Regions from separate parts of the Mus musculus genome. Here region 1 is linked to region 2. A link is a contact called in public HiChIP or PLAC-seq data. All regions are on one chromosome and are shown on one strand. Each heading gives the region's core, a stretch centred on a gene start, on an enhancer-like site or on the middle of the called end of the contact. The rest is flanking DNA. Distances are from core to core; before and after follow the strand shown. Region 1 overlaps Gm19696 (predicted gene, 19696). Region 2 has its middle 21 kb from the start of Gm35125.

What was found. HiChIP or PLAC-seq counts read pairs in DNA pulled down with a chosen protein or histone mark.
Region 1: a contact with region 2 is called in an H3K27ac HiChIP or PLAC-seq map of the HPC-7 cell line, with 8 times the contacts expected there. The contact joins two enhancer-like sites. A contact is called at or near these places in 2 of 15 datasets of contacts at CTCF or cohesin (the G1E-ER4 cell line and the NIH/3T3 cell line), 2 of 484 Hi-C or Micro-C datasets (the G1E-ER4 cell line and the N1E-115 cell line) and 7 of 115 datasets of contacts at active chromatin or transcription factors (the HPC-7 cell line, embryonic stem cells, epiblast stem cells and 4 more).

What each region holds. Positions count from the first base shown.
Region 1 is chr17:84,144,223-84,149,930 of GRCm38.p6, reverse strand. The region is part of intron 1 of Gm19696 (predicted gene, 19696); the gene reads left to right. Among named protein-coding and RNA genes, the nearest start is that of Gm19696, 9.4 kb to the left of the region's middle. Within about 2 kb of position 3,865, at least 131 of the 459 cell types and tissues checked have an H3K27ac peak or open chromatin away from gene starts, as enhancers often do. A contact at or near this core is called in the HPC-7 cell line, where this site is marked.
Region 2 is chr17:83,893,366-83,898,807 of GRCm38.p6, reverse strand. No RefSeq gene overlaps it. Among named protein-coding and RNA genes, the nearest start is that of Gm35125, 21 kb to the right of the region's middle. Within about 2 kb of position 2,072, at least 72 of the 459 cell types and tissues checked have an H3K27ac peak or open chromatin away from gene starts, as enhancers often do. A contact at or near this core is called in the HPC-7 cell line, where this site is marked.

The DNA.
Region 1 (5,708 bases), core at 2,616-5,115, 250 kb before region 2:
TCTCTTCAGCAGTGGCCCAGGTGGGCAGGTTATCAGCTGGAGCTGGCGCCTAGCTCCCCAGAGGACTGCCCAGCACAGCTTCCATGAGAAAAGGGGTTTAGGGGCTGGGGTAGATCCTGCTGGGAACCGTCAATGCTCTCACTGAGGGGTGCTGAGGGAAGGAGCTGGGCCTGCTGAGACCTGGGGGAGCCCCTCACCCTCACCCCACCCCCACAGCCGAATATCCCCTCTGATCCTGGCCTGGGGTTCTGGGTGTGTTTTACTTAACACTAGCTCCCCACAGACCGTTCTTTTCTTCCTCCAACGGTAACATACTTACATATAGCTTTTTAAAAAAAAAAAAATAAGTAGGATTAAAACTGGGGGTGGTGATGTAATTCTGTAATCCCAGCACCCTGGGAGGTGGAACCAGGAGGATTAGGAAGTCAAGGCCATGGGCTACAGGAGACCTCAGTATAAAAGGATGTAGCCCCGGGTGCAGAACACAAGGCTTAATCTGAACACACATGCTCACATGCACCCTGCACATGCAAAGGGATAAAGGTGAAGTCATTGGTTCACTAAACACCTCTAAGATGTAGGGTGATTATCCCAACATTTTACAGATGGGGAGCCTAGGTCTTGCTTGGTCACCATGCCCCACCCCACCCCCAATCTTTGAGAAGCCTGAGCCTGGTTAGATGATGACTGTTCCCAGGACGCTACCTTGCCCGCTCCCCTCTCTTCTCAAGCTTGTGCAGGGCTTGGCCCCTTGAGGGAACAAGCGACTGCCCTCCAGAAGTGGGTGCAGGCAGAGAGAACTCAGTTGCTTCTGGGCCTGGCAGGCCAGGATGTCATCCAGCAGGCTCTGGAGCTGTTCATTAAGAAGGAACGGGGCCTGGCAGGCCTGCTGTTTGAGGGAAACAATGAGTCAGCCCTGGAAGGAGAAGGGGGTGTGAGTCAGCTTGAGCAGGGAGGGGGAGTGGTACCCAGCAACCCTGGCCTCCAGCTTTTCCCAAGCTAGCTTGGCCTATCGCCTCGCTTGTCCTGCTCTGCCCCCACTGCCCACCCCACAACCCTTGGTCTTCAGGAGGTTCAACCAATTTCCTTTTTCTGTTATTTGGCTGTGATAGGAAAAGTATTGAAAAATAGAAAGTGCCCTAGAGAGGAAAACACTGAAACCTGAAACCCTGTGGCTGGTGAGTGCCAACACCGCAGTTGGAGGTGGGTGGCTAGCCAGGATTCATCCCGGGCCCCAGTCCCAGGCCCTGCTGGGTGATGCCTTGAGCCCCTTTAGTTGAGGTGGGACTTGAGTAGGGCTGTGGGTGACAGCTGTAGACCACTTAGAGAAGGACAGGTCCTGCAGGAGGGTCACTGGCCCCGGCCCCTAATGGGAAGCTGACTTCCTGTTTATATTTATTTAATTCGTGTATTTGTTTACTTATTACTTGGTGCTGGGGATGGAATGTAGGATCTCATGCAAGCCAGACACCCATCCCCCAAGACTTCTTAAAAAGATTTCCAAGCTGGGTGGATGGGGGTGCTCTTTTAATTCTAGTATTTGGCAAGGCAGAGGCAGGTGTAAGTTTGAGGCCAGGCTGGTTTTCAAACCCATGTCTCAAACAACCACAACCACAATAATAATATAAATAATATAGTTTATATACTAAATAATAATTAATAATGATTAATTCTGTTGTCAAGCCCCCATGCTTTTTCATGTAGTCCCAGGGTCTCCATCAGAGCCACGTGAAGACATAGCACAAATGCCTCAATGTGGATACTCCAGGCGAATCTTTTAGACAATAGCAGGTGCCACAAGCCACCCCAGTGGTGCCCTGCCCTGCACCTCCCATAGGCCAGCCACTTCTTCCCAGTTACCCAGGAGAGAATGTTCTTTCAGCTACAGCAGGGCAGAGGGAATTGACTAAGTTACAGAGCACATTGATTCGTTCATGCAGAGCTTCCTGGGGTGCCACTGAGTCAGACTCGGAGATGGGGCCGTTGGGGAGGCCCAGGACCCGGAGAGCCAGCTGTGAGAACAGATAACAATAGAGCCCCAACCTGACAGAGCCTTATCTGCACTTTGTACAGAGAGGTCCCCGGGGGGCCTGAGGGTCAGGAGGTTTTCTAGACAGAGCTGGGTCTTAGCTAGGCTTGGGCTCTCTGGGAGGCCAAGGCAGGAAGATTCAAGAGGAGCTTGAGAAACTTAGACCCTGTCTAAGACCATGAAAGCCAGACATGGTGGGTGGTGCACACCTCTAATCCAGCGCTGGAGGCAGAGGCAGATGGCTCTCTATGAGTGTGAGGCCAGCTTTTTTTTTTTCTAGCAAGTTCCAGGTCGGAGCTACACAGGGGTTAGGCCGCTTCCAGGGTGGTTTGCTTGGTCTATGCAAGGTCCTGGAGTCACGAGCCTCAGGAAAGACAGAAGAGAGAAAGACAAATGCCTACAGAGACTGCAACTGGACCTTTGGGAAGTCATTGACAGGCAGGGCAACTATCCCAGCACATCTGTGCTCATCCAGCTGCAGGACAGGGATGGGAATCCAAGAAAGTAGGCATTAACCCTTAATGCCCAGGAGGACCAGAATTTATCCACTCAGCAGTGGGGAACCAGCAGAAACTTTGGAGGGAGAGGCAGGGTTTGGGCTGGCTTGTGCTTTGATAAGAGATCACGAAGAGAGATGAGGTTTGAATATAGCATGAGAACTGGTATCAGCGGCCTCAGGCAATGGGGATGCTAAGGAAGAGATTGTGCAGGGCCTCAGAAGACCCTGCCCAGGCCTGGTCTTCAGAGAGCAACCCCTCCTTGACCTCTGACCTCTGGCCATCGGCTGCCAGGGAAGCTCAGGTAGTGGCTCTTCATTCAGCTGACACCAACCCAGGGACACTCAGTGCAGGGCCTGAGACAGGAATGAGCCAGTGGGCAGTGGGGGGACAGCAATTGCCCAGCAACAGCAACATCAAGAAACATCTCCCAGGTCCAGCCTCTGAGGAGTTCTCTCAGGCCCTGGGAGACCGCTGACATTTCCCACAGGAGCAGGTACAGGCCTGAGTGCGACACACTAGTCACTTACCCTTTCCTGAGACTAATTAGCCTCAGTGGAGAATAACTATTCTCCCAGCTACCAGCTCCCTGTGAACCCAGACCACAGACAAATTCCTTAATTGAACTGAAGCTTTCAGCGGGCACAGATGGCCTTAGAGTATCTGTTAGAGCAGAGGCGGACCTGTGCGGTGAAAACACTGTCATTGTGGGCTTAGTAATGGTGACACCGGACCTTTTAAGGCCTCAGACCTTTGTCCAGAGGGGCAGAAATCACTCTGTCAGTCAGTCACTTTAGACAACCAGTTACCACAAGCTATCTGGGACTAAAAGAGCCAAGTAGGAGAGATCTGGGTAAGGTGAGGGGTATCTTAAGTTACCAGGGGCCCTGTGGCTGATCTAGACTTTGTACCAAGGTCATCAAAGCACACACAGGCTCAGGGCAGGAAGAATAGGACTTTGCGGGGGGGGGGGGGCTCCCCTTTTCTGAGTTCAGTAAGTGTGGGTAGTTCTGGCATTGAGAAATGAGGTAGGGGCTGGGAGCCCTGAGTGATAACTAACTGGGAGTCATTTCCAGAGCCCTTAGTTTTACATCTTCGACTTGTATATTTCCATTTCCTCCTGGCCCTGGCCTTACAAAGCTTTTCCCAGGAGCTTCAGCTGCCTCGTGTATGGCTGTGTCCTCTCTTGAAGGTAAGCTAAGACCAGACTCAGTATGCAGGGGACCAGCAGCCCCGGGGTAGAGTGTGGGTGCCGGCTTAGCTGGCTTAGCAGCCTCTGTCCCAGCATGAAGTAGCGCAGGTCGCCACCGGCAGGAGAGCTTCCTTTTCTTTCTCGCAGGGACTGGCAGAGGGGAGTTCCCCTTCTCTGTTTGTTTTGATTCTGTTGTTTTCTTAAAGACAGGAAGGAAAGCTCTCATCACTTTTTCGGTTCTGTGAACAATAAAGGCAGGCGGGAGGATGTTCCCCTGCCAAGCCCACACCTTCTCCTCTTGCCCAGCTTCCAGCAAGGCCCCCACTTCTAAGATCAGGCCCCACTGATTAGCAGGGCTGCCTTCGCCTTTCAATTGCTTTGACTTTTCTGAGTCCTGTGTGTAAAAGTGGGAGTCCTCAGATTCCCTTTACAAGGTTGTCAAGGGTTAAAAAAAGTACCACCCCCACCCCCCAAAAAAAACTCATAAAAGACAAAAAAATCACAAAAACGAAGTTGAAAACACAAAAGACTGCCCTGGACATGAAGTAGGTGTTTCAGGCTTCCTCTTTTGCTTTTCCCCTTTGGGGTCCAGCTCACAGTGGGGAGAGCAAGCCACTCTCTGGACTACAAAGCTGATTCCTTCCACAGCAGACTTGCAGACGCTGGCCTGGCCATGTTAGACTCCTAAAATGCTTGAGAAATAAGAGACTGCTGAGTTCAGGGGCTACTTGGTGCCTGGGATTGTCCTTGCTCTGTTGGGGGACAGGGTGAGCTTGTCTAGGCTTCTAGTCTTCTGTACTCCAGACCCTCACCTCCTCCCTCCTGACAGAGACACTCCATACCCCATGTACACACACACACACCCACACACACACACCATCATATCCTCTCTTCTCCCCTACCTTCTCAAGGTAGTGTCTTGCTGTTTGCTTGGCTGGCCTGGAACTCTGTATGGAGACTAGCCTGGTCTTGAACTTAAGTGCATTCTCCTGCCTCTGCCTCCTGAGTGCTAGAGCACCCCTCTCATTCTGCTTCTTGCTGTCCAGCCTGGCCTCCAACTTGGGTGCCTTCTCCTACCTTCTTGGTGAGAGATGACAGGCATGTACCACCACAACTGGGCTGCTTCCTGGGAGTGAAGGACTATGCTGTCTTGACACAGAAGGGGCCCCAGGTGCTTTCGATGTCCCTACTGTGCCCCCATCTTGCTCTGAAACTTGGCCCCAAGTGTTATCTCGGTATCTTGTCTGCCACGTGGTTCCTGAATCCTTAAAATCAAAATCTTCTTTTCTAGCAAACGTGGTTGATAGACCTGGTCCCCTGGGTAGCAGTTTGACTTGGAATTCTGAAAGAGAGCTGTGTGCAAATGACAAAGTAACACATTTGGAGTGTGGTGCATCTATCTATCTATCTATCTATCTATCTATCTATCTATCTATCTATCTATCTATCTATTTATGAGCACTGTCACATATAAAGCCCAGGCTAGTCTCAAACTCAATATGTAGTTGAGGCTGGGATTTCAGGCATACACCACCAGGTCTGGTTTGTGTGATACTGGGGACCAAACCCAGGGCTTTATGTATGTTAGGCAAGCACAGCACCAACTGAGCCATACCCTGCACCCTAGCGTGTTATTCTAGTCTGTAACTTCTATGTACATTGAACATTTGAGACCCTGTGTGGCAGACATTAGCATAGACGATGCTGATAGTTAAGAGACTCAAATCTCCCAGGGATCCTGGGTTATCCAAGGGTACAGAGAGTTCTAGAATAGGGTGAGCCATTATTAGCCTTCCTGGAACACTGAACCAACAGTCTGAGGCCCAGATCTGAACACTTTACAATTCCTGACAAGACTGAACAGTGTGATGGCTCTTCTCCAGCACCATGCACTTCCTCAGCCACCTGCCTGGGCTTGAGAGCTCTACAGCACGCTCTCTACAACACACTTGTCCTACTTCATGTCCCTGGGCCCTGGAATTGTGTTGCC
Region 2 (5,442 bases), core at 823-3,322:
TTGCAGTCAAGGGCTCCCTTCCTTTCTGCCTCTCCTCACTGTTAACGACAGAGCCTGGACTTTGGTACCAGTAGGTGAACTATTCAGAAACTCACTCAGAGATCAGACACCCTGGCAAGGCTGAGAAGACAGGCTGAAGTCTGGACTGCCTTGGGTCTGGTCTCTTTGTCTCGGGCACTACTGGTACATTGAGCTGTGATAAAGGAAAGATATCAAACTGACACAGGTCAGGGGACTCCAAACACAGAACCAAGATCTGAAACAAACAGAGACAAAAGGTAACATGGTTCTACCACATTACTCAAGCCACGAACGACCCCATGCCAGCCCAGCCTTCCTCATTTTGAATGCCAACCCTGCCTCACCCACACTGTGGCCCATCACAAAGCCCATCTGTCTTCAGGGAACACCCTCACACACACACACACACACACACACACACACACCACCTCACACTTTTCATCAGGGTAGCCCCTGCTGAGGGTTTTCAGTAGCTCCTGACTGCCTACAAATGACCCCTGGCCCGCACTCTCCAGTCCTGAGGACTGGGGCTGATTTTCTTGGCTCGCATTCCTCTTGTCCCCCCATCCCCCAGCCAATGTGCACACACATTCTCTCTAGACTCTTTCTTTCCCACCTAGACACCATTCGCAAAGCCTTCCAGTACATTCCCTACAACCTTCAAAGCCCTGCCACTCCCACTGTGCCCAACAAAACCCACCAAGGCTCCCCAGGAGCCTTCTCAATGGTCACAGATGGGTACTGCCCCTTTTGCCTACTCTGTACTACCTGAGTGTGTCACCTCTACACACACCCAGACACACACCCAGACACACACACACCTTCTCCTACTGGCCAGTTGCCTCTTGCCTGCTAGCACCCCAGCTAACCTCAGAGCTGAGGTTGGGGCCAGGGCATCTATCTCCCCTTTGCTTCTTGTTTCATGCAGCGCAGGGCTGGGCACCCTGGCACAGACACTGTCACCCACTTAGGCCACCCCAGACCCCGGGGTTGATGTGTTGTCTCTCCGGAAGGGTGTCCCCCTGTCGAAGGCACCAGCCTCTGGCTGGGTGGCTCTGAGTCTAAGGCCTCTAAGTCAGGCTGGGGCCTGCTCAGCTGGGTGGGAACCTTACACATTCCTGCAGAATTAAACAAGGCCCTGCTGGCTCCAGGCTCCCCAGGATGAAGATCATCCGGTTTGCCTTTGGAGCCGCTTTTCTGCTTCCCCAGGCTGAGCCCCACATGGTTCCAAAAGAAAGTTCTTCAGTCTCCCAGGGCAGTGACCTCAATAGCCACAGGAAAGGGGGAAAGGTCACATCTGTGGTCATTTGGTCTGGGTCAAGGCCAGAGCCTCTGCCCTCTGCCGCCTCCTGCCTCATCCCTCCCTCACCCCATCACACGTCTAACACACTTACACACACACATATGCACGAAACGCATGGTGACACGAATACACAGACATATGCACAATGACACAGGAACACAGATGCAACTGAGAGAGCACAAGATACTCATGGAAATGCACAAACTTGTTCCCACACAGATGTATAAGCATGCATGTGCACATAGAATCAATACACACACACACACACAAACACCCTATCATAGTAGTTGAAGGGAAGTGCTCATGACAAGGATCACAAAGCCATACTTTCGTGACCAACCTCCATCTCTACTGCAGTCACATAACCCCCTTCATGAAACTTAGTCCCTGAAACTAAGATAAACAGGTGACTCTGCTTAGAGTCAGTGCCTATGACTACCCACAGGCACACGGTCCACTTCAAGCCAGTCCAGAGCCCTGTGGGCCCCAAAGCAGAGCGTTTATGTAGGAAAAGACAGTTCTCTTTCTACTGCTTGGTCTCTTTGCCAGAGATGAGCACACGGAGCCAACAGGGGTCTTTACTGCCACCTACAGGAAGCCAGGCGTAAGGAATACTCCAAGTGCTCACTATTGGGGTCCAGCAGAAGTAGAAACCCACAAGGACTTCAAAGGATGAACAACGCGTTCATGGTGGGAAGGCTGGGGAGAGGCTCTGCTAGTGACGGTGACTGTGACGGTGACTGTGACGGTGACGTGCCTGCTGTGCAAGCAGAGAGACCCACGTCAGCACCCGGAACCATGGGGTTGTGCGGCAGAGACTGAAGCTCCCTGGCGTTGGTTGGTCGGCCAGTTCAGTCAAATCAGGGCACTCTGGGTTTGTTAAGAGAGCTTGTCTCAAAAAATAAGGACTGATTAAGAAAGATACCCAATATTAATATTGACCTAGTCTTCACATGTATAAACTACACAAACAGGCACAGAGAGAGAGAGAGAGAGAGAGAGAGAGAGAGAGAGAGAGAGAGAGAGAGAGAGAGAGAGAGAGAGAAGGGAGAGGGCGAGAGAAACATACACTTAGAGGTATATACACATACAAAGTGCTATGACATAAATAATTCCTCTTAGCTGTAACACTGTTTAATCCCATGGCCACCCTGTATATGACCCCCATAACCCTTGTCATGGGCTGAACTGGGTACTTTCAAACTCCCCTGTTGAGGCCCAAGCCCCCAGCGCCTATAAGTACAACCATATTTGGAGACATGAAGACAGAGAGGCCCATTAAGATGAGATTGCTAGGGTGGGCCCTAACCTCCTGTGCCTAGTGTCCTTATAAGGAGAGAAGAGGGGAGCACAGAGAGGTCAGGGGCTCAGTTTCGAGGGGGCCACTGAGGAAAGAGATGGCCAGCCAAGGAGGGAGGTTAAAGAAGCCCCTGACCCCGACAGTTTGATCTTGGTCTTCCAGCTTCCACACTTGTGAGAAAATACATTTCTATAGTCTAAGCCACAGTGTTGGTGGCACTAGTGATGCAAAGGCAGGAGTGACCAGTCCTGGAAAGCCACCAAACAGCACCCAGAGCTCTGAGTTCCTAGGGCTGAGCTGCCATGGGGGCTCTCCATCTTTCTCCTTCATAAGAGCAATGATGTGAACCCCCAGCACAGCCTGCTCCTGGCTCAAAGGCCACCTTTTAGTACCCAGTAGGCCACTAGGCAAGGCAAGAGAGGTCAGCACAGAGAGAAGGTGGGCCCCTTAAGCCTGGGCCAGCTCATGGGCTGGCACTGAGCCTAGCACGTCTCTAGGTGCTAAAGAAGGGCTTGGCAGAGCCTTGTCAAAAACCCATGTCCACTCAGGGCAGGCTCAAATTAGTCTGCCCTGCTGCGCTCAGCTGGTTGCAATTGCAGCCCCTCGTGCTAGGATTTCACTTTCGACACTGATTTATGGGAAACACAAGGGTTGCCTAAAATTCACTTGAATTCCTGCTCAGTGAAGCAATGGTTCAGCGAGGCAAAGAAGGAACGAGCCCAGCCCTGCCATCCCACAGGGGTGGGGAGAAGAAGGTGGGAGCGTCCCTGTAGAGGTGGCTACGCCCAAGTGATCAGAGCCACTGGGGTGGGCCATCCACTCCAGCCCCAGGGGCTGCAAGGGCTCCTGGGAAAATGACATCTTCATGCAATCAGATTCTCAGCAGTGCTGAGTTACACGTGTCAGCAGGCATGAGCTCTGCCCACATGTGGGGAGAAAAGCTAATTGCAGAACATATACTACAGTGTCACAATTTATTCGAGATTCCAAAGAATGCTAAACAACCCTGGAAATGCCTTTTAAAAACTTACACATGGGGCTGGAGAGATGGTACAGAGTTTAAGAACACTGGCTACTCTTCCAGAGGACCCAGGTTCAATTCCCAACAACCACATGGTGGTTCACAACCATCTGTGATGGGATCTGATGCCCTCTCCTGGCATGCACACAAAACACTCATGTATAAATAAATAAAATGAATTTTAAAAATGTACACATAAGGAGGGGGATGAGATGGTAGTGGGCTGAGTATGATCAAAATGTATTATGTATGTATGAAATATTGCAATGGAGCCCACTATTAGATACAACTACTATATTCTAATAATTTTTAACTATCATATAAGCCAGGCCACAGTTGTATGCTTTGCCCATAATTCCAGTACTCGGATGATGAAGGTAAGAGAAGCAGGCCCTTAAGGCCAGCCTTGATTATGTAACTAATCTGAAGCCAGCCTGAGCTTCAAGAGATCTTCCTCAAAATAATGACAGCCAAAACTTGCATGTAGCTTTAGAAAAGAACAAACACGGACATTGAGAAAGCCCAAGTGTAGGCTAGAGGTCACTTCGGCAGACGAAGGGGCAGAAGAGGTGTGCACTGGGGGAGCTGCACATAAGGGCCATGGTCGCATCATAATTCTATTTCTGAATCTGTTTCATAGCTCCATAGGTGTTCATTATATCAGTGTGTGTGTGTGTGTGTGTGTGTGTGTGCGCGCGCGTACGCGTGTACACGCGTGGGCATGTGTGTGGGCGTGTGTGTGTGTGTGTGTGTGCGCACTCGTGCGTGCGTGCATGAGTGCGTGCGTGTGTGTGTGCGTGCGCGCGCGCGTGTATGTGTACGCGCGCGCGTGTGTGTGTGTGTGTGTGTGTGTGTGTGTGTGTGTGTTGCTCTGGTCTGCATTGTATAATAACAGTCGTTTAGAAGGAGGCATGAAGGCAAAGAGATGAAGTAAAGTTCCCAGCCTCAGAGATGGGCGTGGCTGCACAGGAGGTTCACTGCAGGTTCGAGACCAGCCAGGGGTACATAGCAAGACCACGCTTTAAAGAAAGCAAGGGAGGTAGAAAGGAAAAGGAGAAAGGAGGAAAAAGATTGTTTTTGCGGTTTCACGTCTCATAGCCTCAGCTCCAAAGCCCCTGGAAGACATTTCAGGTGGCTCCATGACACTAGGAAGCACACGTGGGGGGGAGGGGGGGAACACAGAGTGACCATTCAGCTGAGCCTCAGAATGTCACTGTTTCCCATTGCACCAAGGGGTGGGGGAAGATCTTTGAGCCTCATAGTGAACTTCCATATAATGGGCTAGCAGGAGGCCTTCCCTGTGCTCAAAGCTAGAGAGTAAACAAACAGGGGCGGGGGGGGGGGTAAGAGGGGGCTGTCCAAGGCCTCAGCGCTCTGCAATTTCCTTATAGCCCTCTTTTTCCAGACTGCTCAACTCCCACAGGCCCCAGGACCTGACCTGCACACCACTCCAGGAAGACCATGCCTCTGCATGGCTGTGTTAGTCTATTTTGCAAGCCTGGGCCACTGCTGTAGCTATGCACTCCAATGGCCCCAAATGGCCTGCTCCCTGGTTCTTCATCAGGTCCTCCAGGAACTGAGCGTAGCCCTGGATCCCACTGACCTCCAGCCGCCCAGCAAAACTTGTGACCTGGTTTGACAGAGTTGCATCTCACCCTCCAGCACCCAGCTTGTCTGGTTCTTCTCTACAAACAAGGCTAACTTCTGGAAGCCAGAGTTGCATCTTATTATCCATTTGACAAACACAATAAATAGCTCTGATGTGCTATATGCCTTGTAAGACGCTGGGGACTCAGC